Regions from separate parts of the Sus scrofa genome. Here region 2 is linked to region 1. The links are chromatin contacts, called in public Hi-C maps. All regions are on one chromosome and are shown on one strand. The core of a region is the stretch at or near the end of the contact, and the rest is flanking DNA. Distances in the headings are between cores, read along the strand shown.

What was found. Hi-C and Micro-C count contacts between places; a contact is called where the count stands out from the background.
Region 2: a contact with region 1 is called in a Hi-C map of liver, with 1.9 times the contacts expected there. The contact joins the enhancer-like site here to the promoter of DDX56 in region 1. A contact is called at or near these places in 1 of 5 promoter capture datasets (liver), 4 of 47 Hi-C or Micro-C datasets (embryonic fibroblasts, fetal liver and liver) and 2 of 2 datasets of contacts at active chromatin or transcription factors (alveolar macrophages and skeletal muscle).

The regions. Positions count from the first base shown.
Region 1 is chr18:50,703,649-50,707,156 of Sscrofa11.1, reverse strand. It overlaps DDX56 (DEAD-box helicase 56), which reads right to left and starts at 1,544. Exons shown (of 14, transcript NM_001244543.1): 1 at 1,450-1,544; 2 at 1,198-1,359; 3 at 1-68. The coding sequence starts at 1,509.
Region 2 is chr18:50,654,889-50,658,396 of Sscrofa11.1, reverse strand. The region is part of intron 2 of OGDH (2-oxoglutarate dehydrogenase, mitochondrial); the gene reads left to right. Among named protein-coding and RNA genes, the nearest start is that of OGDH, 28 kb to the left of the region's middle. Within about 2 kb of position 1,811, at least 15 of the 83 cell types and tissues checked have an H3K27ac peak or open chromatin away from gene starts, as enhancers often do. A contact at or near this core is called in fetal liver, liver and skeletal muscle, where this site is marked.

The sequences.
Region 1 (3,508 bases), core at 295-2,794:
TGCCGAGCCAGGTCCTTGGTCGGCACAAGGACAAGGCCTCTCACAGCCTGCTCGACCGCAGGGCCTATCTGCGAAAGAAGAATTCAAGGCTTCAGTCAGTTCGTGTCACCATGGCAACTGGATGCTTTTCCTCTACCTCCTCCAGGCAATTTGACACAACTGCTATGACTTCAACACAACAATCTTTTTTTTTTTTTTTTGCCATTTCTTGGGCCTCTCCCGCGGCATATGGAGGTTCCCAGGCTAGGGGTCTAATCGGAGCTGTAGCTGCCACCCTACGCCAGAGCCACAGCAACGCGGGATCCGAGCCGCGTCTGCAACCTACACCACAGCTCACGGCAACGCCGGATCGTTAACCCACTGAGCAAGGCCAGGGATCGAACCCACAATCTCATGGTTCCTAGTCAGATTCGTTAATCACTGCGCCACGACGGGAACTCCAACACAACAATCTAGTTGTGCTTTTTTTTTTTTTTTTTGTCTTTTTAGAGCCACATCTGTGGCTTATGGAAATTCCCAGGCTAGAGGTCCAACAGGAGCTATACAGCTGCCAGCCGCAGCCGCAGCCTCGGCAACACCAGATCCTAGCTGTGTCTGTGACCTACTCCACAGCTCATGGCAACGATGGATCCTTAACCCACTGAGTGAGGCCTGGGATAGAATCCACTTCCTCATGGATATTAGGTTTGTTACCGCTGAGCCACGACAGGAACTCCCTAGTTGTCCTCTGACCAACCCCCCACCTGCTTCTAGGCACTTCAGAATGTAGACCAGAGGACTCTTCTCCCAGACACTCACCACAAAAAGGATAACTCTCTTTACAGCTACAAAGTTACAAAAAATGTATCCGTTAGGAAACCAGAGTTTCACAATAATCTATAAGTAGGAAGGGAAGAGGTGCCCCCTTTTAAAGTAGGAAAAAGAGAAACCCCATTTACTCAGGATTGTACAAAGAGTGGTGGTCGGAGGGCCTTGACTAGAACCCAAGTGACCTGAATTCCACCCCAGAGCGTTTACAGCAAGAGCACCAGTTTCTTTCAGACCAACCTTCACGTGTAAGAGGCCATAAGGAAACCCGGTACTTGGGAAAGACTTCGGTGGGTGGCGATGGGGGACACAGTCTTCCAAGGGGGCACAACGGAACTCAAACGCCTGCATCTCCCTTCCCGGCCTTTAAAGGCCCCTCCCCCGACTCACCGCCTTCCTGTGGAGCAGCAGCTGCAGCATCGGAATGGCATAAGCAGCGGTCTTCCCTGACCCCGTGCGGGCCCGAGCCAGGAGGTCCTTCCCCTCAAGGGCCAAAGGAATGGCTTTTTCCTGGATCAGCGTGGGTCGCGACCAGCCCAGGTCGGTAACGGCCTAGGAGAGACAAGGGACGGCTCAGGCGGCGCGCTGCCCTGCTGCCACCTCCCCTCCACCTCGGACCGGCTCCTCAGCCCTCCCCAGTACCTGTAGGAGCCGGGGGTCTAGGCCCATGTGTTCAAAACCCAATAGCTCTGGATCCTCCATGCTGCTGTTCTGTAGTGACAGCGCGCATGCGCGACAGGAAGTGCACGCGGGGCCGCGTAGGCGGGTCACAGCAGCAGCCAATCATCTTAAAGGATACGTCACCTCCCGGAAGTATCGGAGCCCCGGCTTCCGATGTTCTGACGGAGGACCGCTGCCGCGGCGGCGGCGCGCAGAACCCGGTGTCTCCGGGGAGAGGGGACGGGCGAGGGGCCAGGGTCGGCTGGGAGCTGTCTGGTCCTCGCTGGTCCGCTGACACTGCCTCCTAAAGGCGTGCTGCGCTGGGATTGCCTGCGGCGGGGGCGGGGCTGCGTGGAGGCGGGTGAGATTCCCTCCTGTGCCCGCCTCCGCCGACCCACAACGGGTCAAACAACCAGCAGGACTGTCCCCCGGTTACATGCTTAGGGCTTTCCCTTCACCTCGAGGTTGGTTTTAACAGCCTCACCCTAGTATTTATTCGGCGTTAGTTATACTTGCATTGACAAATACATCAGTGTTCAAGCGTGCTCGCCTGTGTTCTATTTAAGAACAGGCGTGCGGCGGATGGTAGCTCACCACGTACGAGAAACACTGGTGAGTCCCGCGCCCTTTCTTATGCATCTGGGGAATCTGTCGGATTTGTGTGTAAGCACTAATTTCTCTGCCACTTACGGTGCTCAGGAAAAGTGCACCAACATATGTTTTACAGGGCTGTTTGGCTGTAGCACTGCGGGGAACTTGGGAATCTGAACCGGGGCAACAGCTTTGAGTAGAAAGACACTTGGTGTACCAACACATGATAGAGGCAACCGAGGCTGGCTAAGATTCAGGGTCACAAGCAGTCCAAAGGACAGGCTAGAGCGATTGGACTGTACAAGAATGATGTTTGGGAGAAGGAGATGAGGAAGGTAGGTTGGTCTGGGGTTCCCAAACCTGGCTGCCCCGATGTTGCCTGCACAGCTTGATTAAAAATAAGGATTCGGAGTTCCCATCGTGGCGCAGTGGTTAACGAATCCGACTAGGAACCATGAGGTTGCGGGTTCGGTCCCCAGCGTTGCCGTGAGCTGTGGTGTAGGTTGCAGACTTGGCTCGGATCCCGCGTTGCTGTGGCTCTGGCGTAGGCCGGTGGCTACAGCTCCGATTTGACCCCTAGCCTGGGAAACTCCATATGCCGCAGCCCTAAAAAGACGAAAGACAAAATAAATACATACATACATACATAAAAATAAGGATTCTTGGTCCCCACCAATTGCTGCTGTTAACAAATTCCCATAATCTTGGTGGTTTAATGCAAGTTTATTATCTTTGAGTTCTGTAGGTCAGAAGTTTCATGAGCTCTCACTAGGCTGAAATCACAATGCTGGCGGGGCTCACTGGAGGTTCTAGAAGAATAATTCGGATTTTGCCTTTCCCAGCTTGGCTTGAGGTCCCCTTCCTCTATTTTCAGAGCTATTAACAGAGGGTTGAGGCCTCACATGTCATTACAGCCTTCTTTTGCCTCCCTCTTCCATGTTTAAAGACCCCTGTTACCATAGTGGGGCCCACTCAGATAATCCAGGTACTTCTCCACTTAATGTCAGATGATAGCAGCCCTAATCCCTCTTTGCCATGTTTGGTAACAGTCACAAGTATCCAGAATTAGTACATTGAATTGGACATTTTTGGGGGGCTTATTCTGTCTACCACACTACCCCAAATGTAAACCTACATAATCAGACTGGAACTGAGCATTTGCCAAGGATCCATGTCGATGAGTTTCTCGGTTGACCCCGTGCACCTGCTCTGTCATAGACCCAGCTTGGGTGCCTTGGGTTAGGCTTTCGCTGTTGTTAGGGTGAGAACAGAGAGCAGTTCATGCACCACAGATAAAGTGGGGCTGGGACCAAAAGATGGGAGATGGGGACTGCCAGTCCTACTGAGAGCTGGGGACTAGGCCAGGGATGCTGGGATGAGTAAAATGGCTCCTACCCCCACCCCCTTTTTTATGGTAAGGAGGTAGAAGGCTATTTGGTAAGAATGTTAT
Region 2 (3,508 bases), core at 562-3,061, 49 kb after region 1:
ACAGAGCCACCAGGCCGCTGGCTCCCCACGCCACCTGTACCAGGCCCCCCTGCGGGGTCTGAAGCTCTGCTGGCCAGGGTGGGTTGTGAGATTAGGGCCTCCTTTCTAAGTGGTCGTAACTTGCAGACTCAGAATTCTCTCTGAGCCCCAGGCCTTGCTTAGCTGGGCAGGGATCCTCCAGGTGGGGCCCCCCACTGGGCACCTGGAGACCAGATGCCCCGCCGTGGTCCCTCACAGCCTCCCTCAGGAGCTGCAGCTGAGTTGACACGATGCCAGGCAGAGGGCAGGGGTCTCGCTTCCTAAGGGATGCCCAAAAGACTGCTTACAGGGGTCCTGGCTATACTTTCCTGCAGTAAAAGCCTGGTTTCTGAGAGCGTTTGTATACAAACCACCCCAGAACGTGGCAGCTTGAAACACTACCAGTGGCCTTCCCCTCAGGGTTCCTGGCCCCCGTGCAGCTGAGATGCGGCTGGGCTGCAGCTCCACAAAGGACCCTCTCATGGCTGCTCGCTGCTTGGGGGGTCCTGCCATCCGCCAGGCGGCCAGAGTGACTCCACAAGGCCTCAGCGTAGCTCCCAAAGGAAAGGAGAGGCTGCGGGCCTCGGGTGCCCCCCAGAACTCACACCGCCACTCCCTTCCACGGCCAGGGTCCAAGCAGGTCTCAGGCCAGCAGCTCCCAAGAGCTCACCTCCAATAGGGGAGCCATACTGCCACCGCAGGGGCCTTTGTGGACAGCCTGCCGGCATCCTTTCTAGAGTGGTCCCATTGGGCCACCACCTTTAGTCAGGGACCCAGAGAGGCCCCTTCCTCTGTCAGCAGGTTCCACAGGGCCGAGCCGAGGCAGCTTTGCTTGGCTCATTGTGGGTGTTGTTGACACTCGGCCCGCACATCCGTGCAGAGGGAAGGTCGTGGAGGCAGTTCGTTTGGAGATGTCCTCTCAGCTGTTTTTAAAGGACACCTGCCTGTGCTGTAAAAACACCTGTGTGACTGCAGATTCCTTGGGCTTCTGTTGCTGACGAATCCCCCCAGCAGAACCCCCAGTTTTTATTGCTTCCGATGTGAACAGGTCTGTGGTGATGAGTCAGAGGCCCAGAGCCTGGTGTCTCCCGGCCAGGGTGGTGCCCAGCGGCCTGCGGATGGAGGCCCTGGAGCCCAGCACTGCACCACTTTCGAGGCTGCTTAGCCTGAGAGCAGGAACCTCTTGTGAAGCTTCTGGGGGGGCCTCCTCTCCCCCGTGCCCCCCGAGCATCATCCCGGCAGCGCTGCAGGGTGAGCACACCTTCTGTTTTCCGGGAGGCCCTGGAGCCCAGCAGTTGCCACGGGTGGGGCGCATCACGCCACAGCAGGGCCGGTGTGCACAGAAAGCTGAGCGCTTAGGAAATAATGCACCATGTGCCGGCGCGCTTTCTAAGCTGGAAGGACCCCTGTGCAGGGCAGCCGGGAAGATGTGCTGCTTAGAACAGCGCCATCAAGTCTCCGGTGACCATCCTTGGCTCGGGGAGTCGCTGTCTGCCCATTTATTTGACTGCGTTAGCCTGAGCCCACCAAGCCTCGTTTCAGGATGGCCATGCCTCTCTCGTGTGTGGCCCTGAAGTTCTGTGGCAGTGAGAAGGAAAGCACCACTAGCCTCAGAACACAGTTGTTTGTGACAGTGCTTGGTCTGACGTCCAGACCTGGCAGTCATTTGTGTATCAACGGGGCAGTGGCCTTTGACCCTGGGGTTTAGTCCATGCAAGAGGTGGCCAGAGGCTGCCCCACCCACTCCCCGGGGTGGTTTTGCATCTGAGTCCGTGGCAGGGTGCCGGCAGAGGGTGGTGGTGTCTGTTAGGTGACGTCATGTGCCAGGCCAAAGTACATATTGCTTGTTCCATAGCTAAGGTGGAGACAGACAGCCGGGCGGCTGCAGGAGTGGCATCTGAAGGGGACTTTGGACACAAGAAAATGTTCTGGTCAGTCCAGGGCCCAGAGCCATAGAATTTAGCAGCTAGGATAAGCATGAGTTACCCCAGGGTTAAGCTTTGCTCAGCAACCCCTTGAACAGATACAAGTACACCCGCAGGTACTTTCTAAGGTGCAAAAAGCTCCATAGATACACGGGCTCCAGAGTAGCCCATGCCCCCCCCTTTCATAGGCATGGAATCAGGCACCGAGAGCTAACGTGATGTCCCTGGCCCTTGCCCACCTTCGGGAGGCAGGACAGGGGCTCCAAAACCCCATGAGCCGGAGCAGCAGGGCCACTCTGGTGGGCTTGGCCATGTGGCCCATGTGTTCAACACATTGGGGCCTTTGAGACAGGAGGGGCACCTGGTAGCATGTTTGTGACCCCTCCACAACTGAACCCTCATGAACGGTCTCTGTGTGACCTTGACAGTCAGGACTCTGGCCCTGAGACTCCTGTGATCTGCTGACGACAAACAGGGTGAGGTCTGCTTGCTTCACTGAAACTCTCATGCCCACACCCCCTGAGGTCAGCTCCTTCTCTGAGTGAGGACTCTGGACGCTCCCCGTTCTCAGAGCTGACACCCCACCTAGCATCATATCTCGCACAGCACCTAGTATCACCTTGACACCCCACCTAGCCCCGCACCTAACACTTCCCTCAGCACTCCACCTGACACTCCACCCAGCACCGCATCTAATACCTCACCTGACACCCCACCTAACACCAACTAGACACCCCCCAGCCCCACATCTGACTTTCCACCTGACACCCCACCTAGCACTGCACCTGACACTCCACCTGCTACAGCACCTCATATAGTACTGCACCTGACACCCCACTTCTCAGGCTGTTTGCCCTGTGAAGGAGTCTGAACCTGTCTGAATTTAGCTCAGCAGGTGTATTGAGTACCTACTATGTGCAAAGCATGGGACCAGCTTCCTTAGATCCTTACAGAGGAAAAGGGCCGTGTTTGCAGCCTTTGAAGAGGACCAGCTAATGGGGGAGAAGAGGACGGGCGGCGGTGGGAAAGCCCCTCGCGGTTGTGAGAAGTCTGGAGGTTTCTGGGGGAGCAGAGAGGTGACGGCTTTTGGAAACAGCTCCGTGTTCTACGGCGAAGTGCTTTGGGTGACCTAAAATGAAGAGCTCCGGCTTCACTTTAACCAGAATGTTTCTCTTCTTGATACTCGAAATCTGTCATGTTTTGGTTTAAGCCATTTCGGCAACAAGTTGATGGCCTTAAGCCACTCGTGGGCAGTGGGGGGCAGCCCGCACCTCCACTCGTGGCTGTCGCCTGCCTGCCCGTGCACCACCCCTCGTGCCTCTCACTCGGCCCCTGGCCAGGCTCGGGCCTGCTCCCAGTAACTGCTTCCTGAGAAGGAGCACCGAAACCCAGGCTGGCCGTGCCACTGCTCGCTGCCAGGCCACCTCCTTGGGTTCCTCATACCCAGCTGTGGTCCAAGGCCCTGCCTCTCCGAGTGCCGCCGGCCGCCTCTCATTTCTCGGCACCTGTCCCTGCTCTGACGTGGCCCTCCACCATCTGTCCTCCTGCTCCGGAGAGGAGCTCGG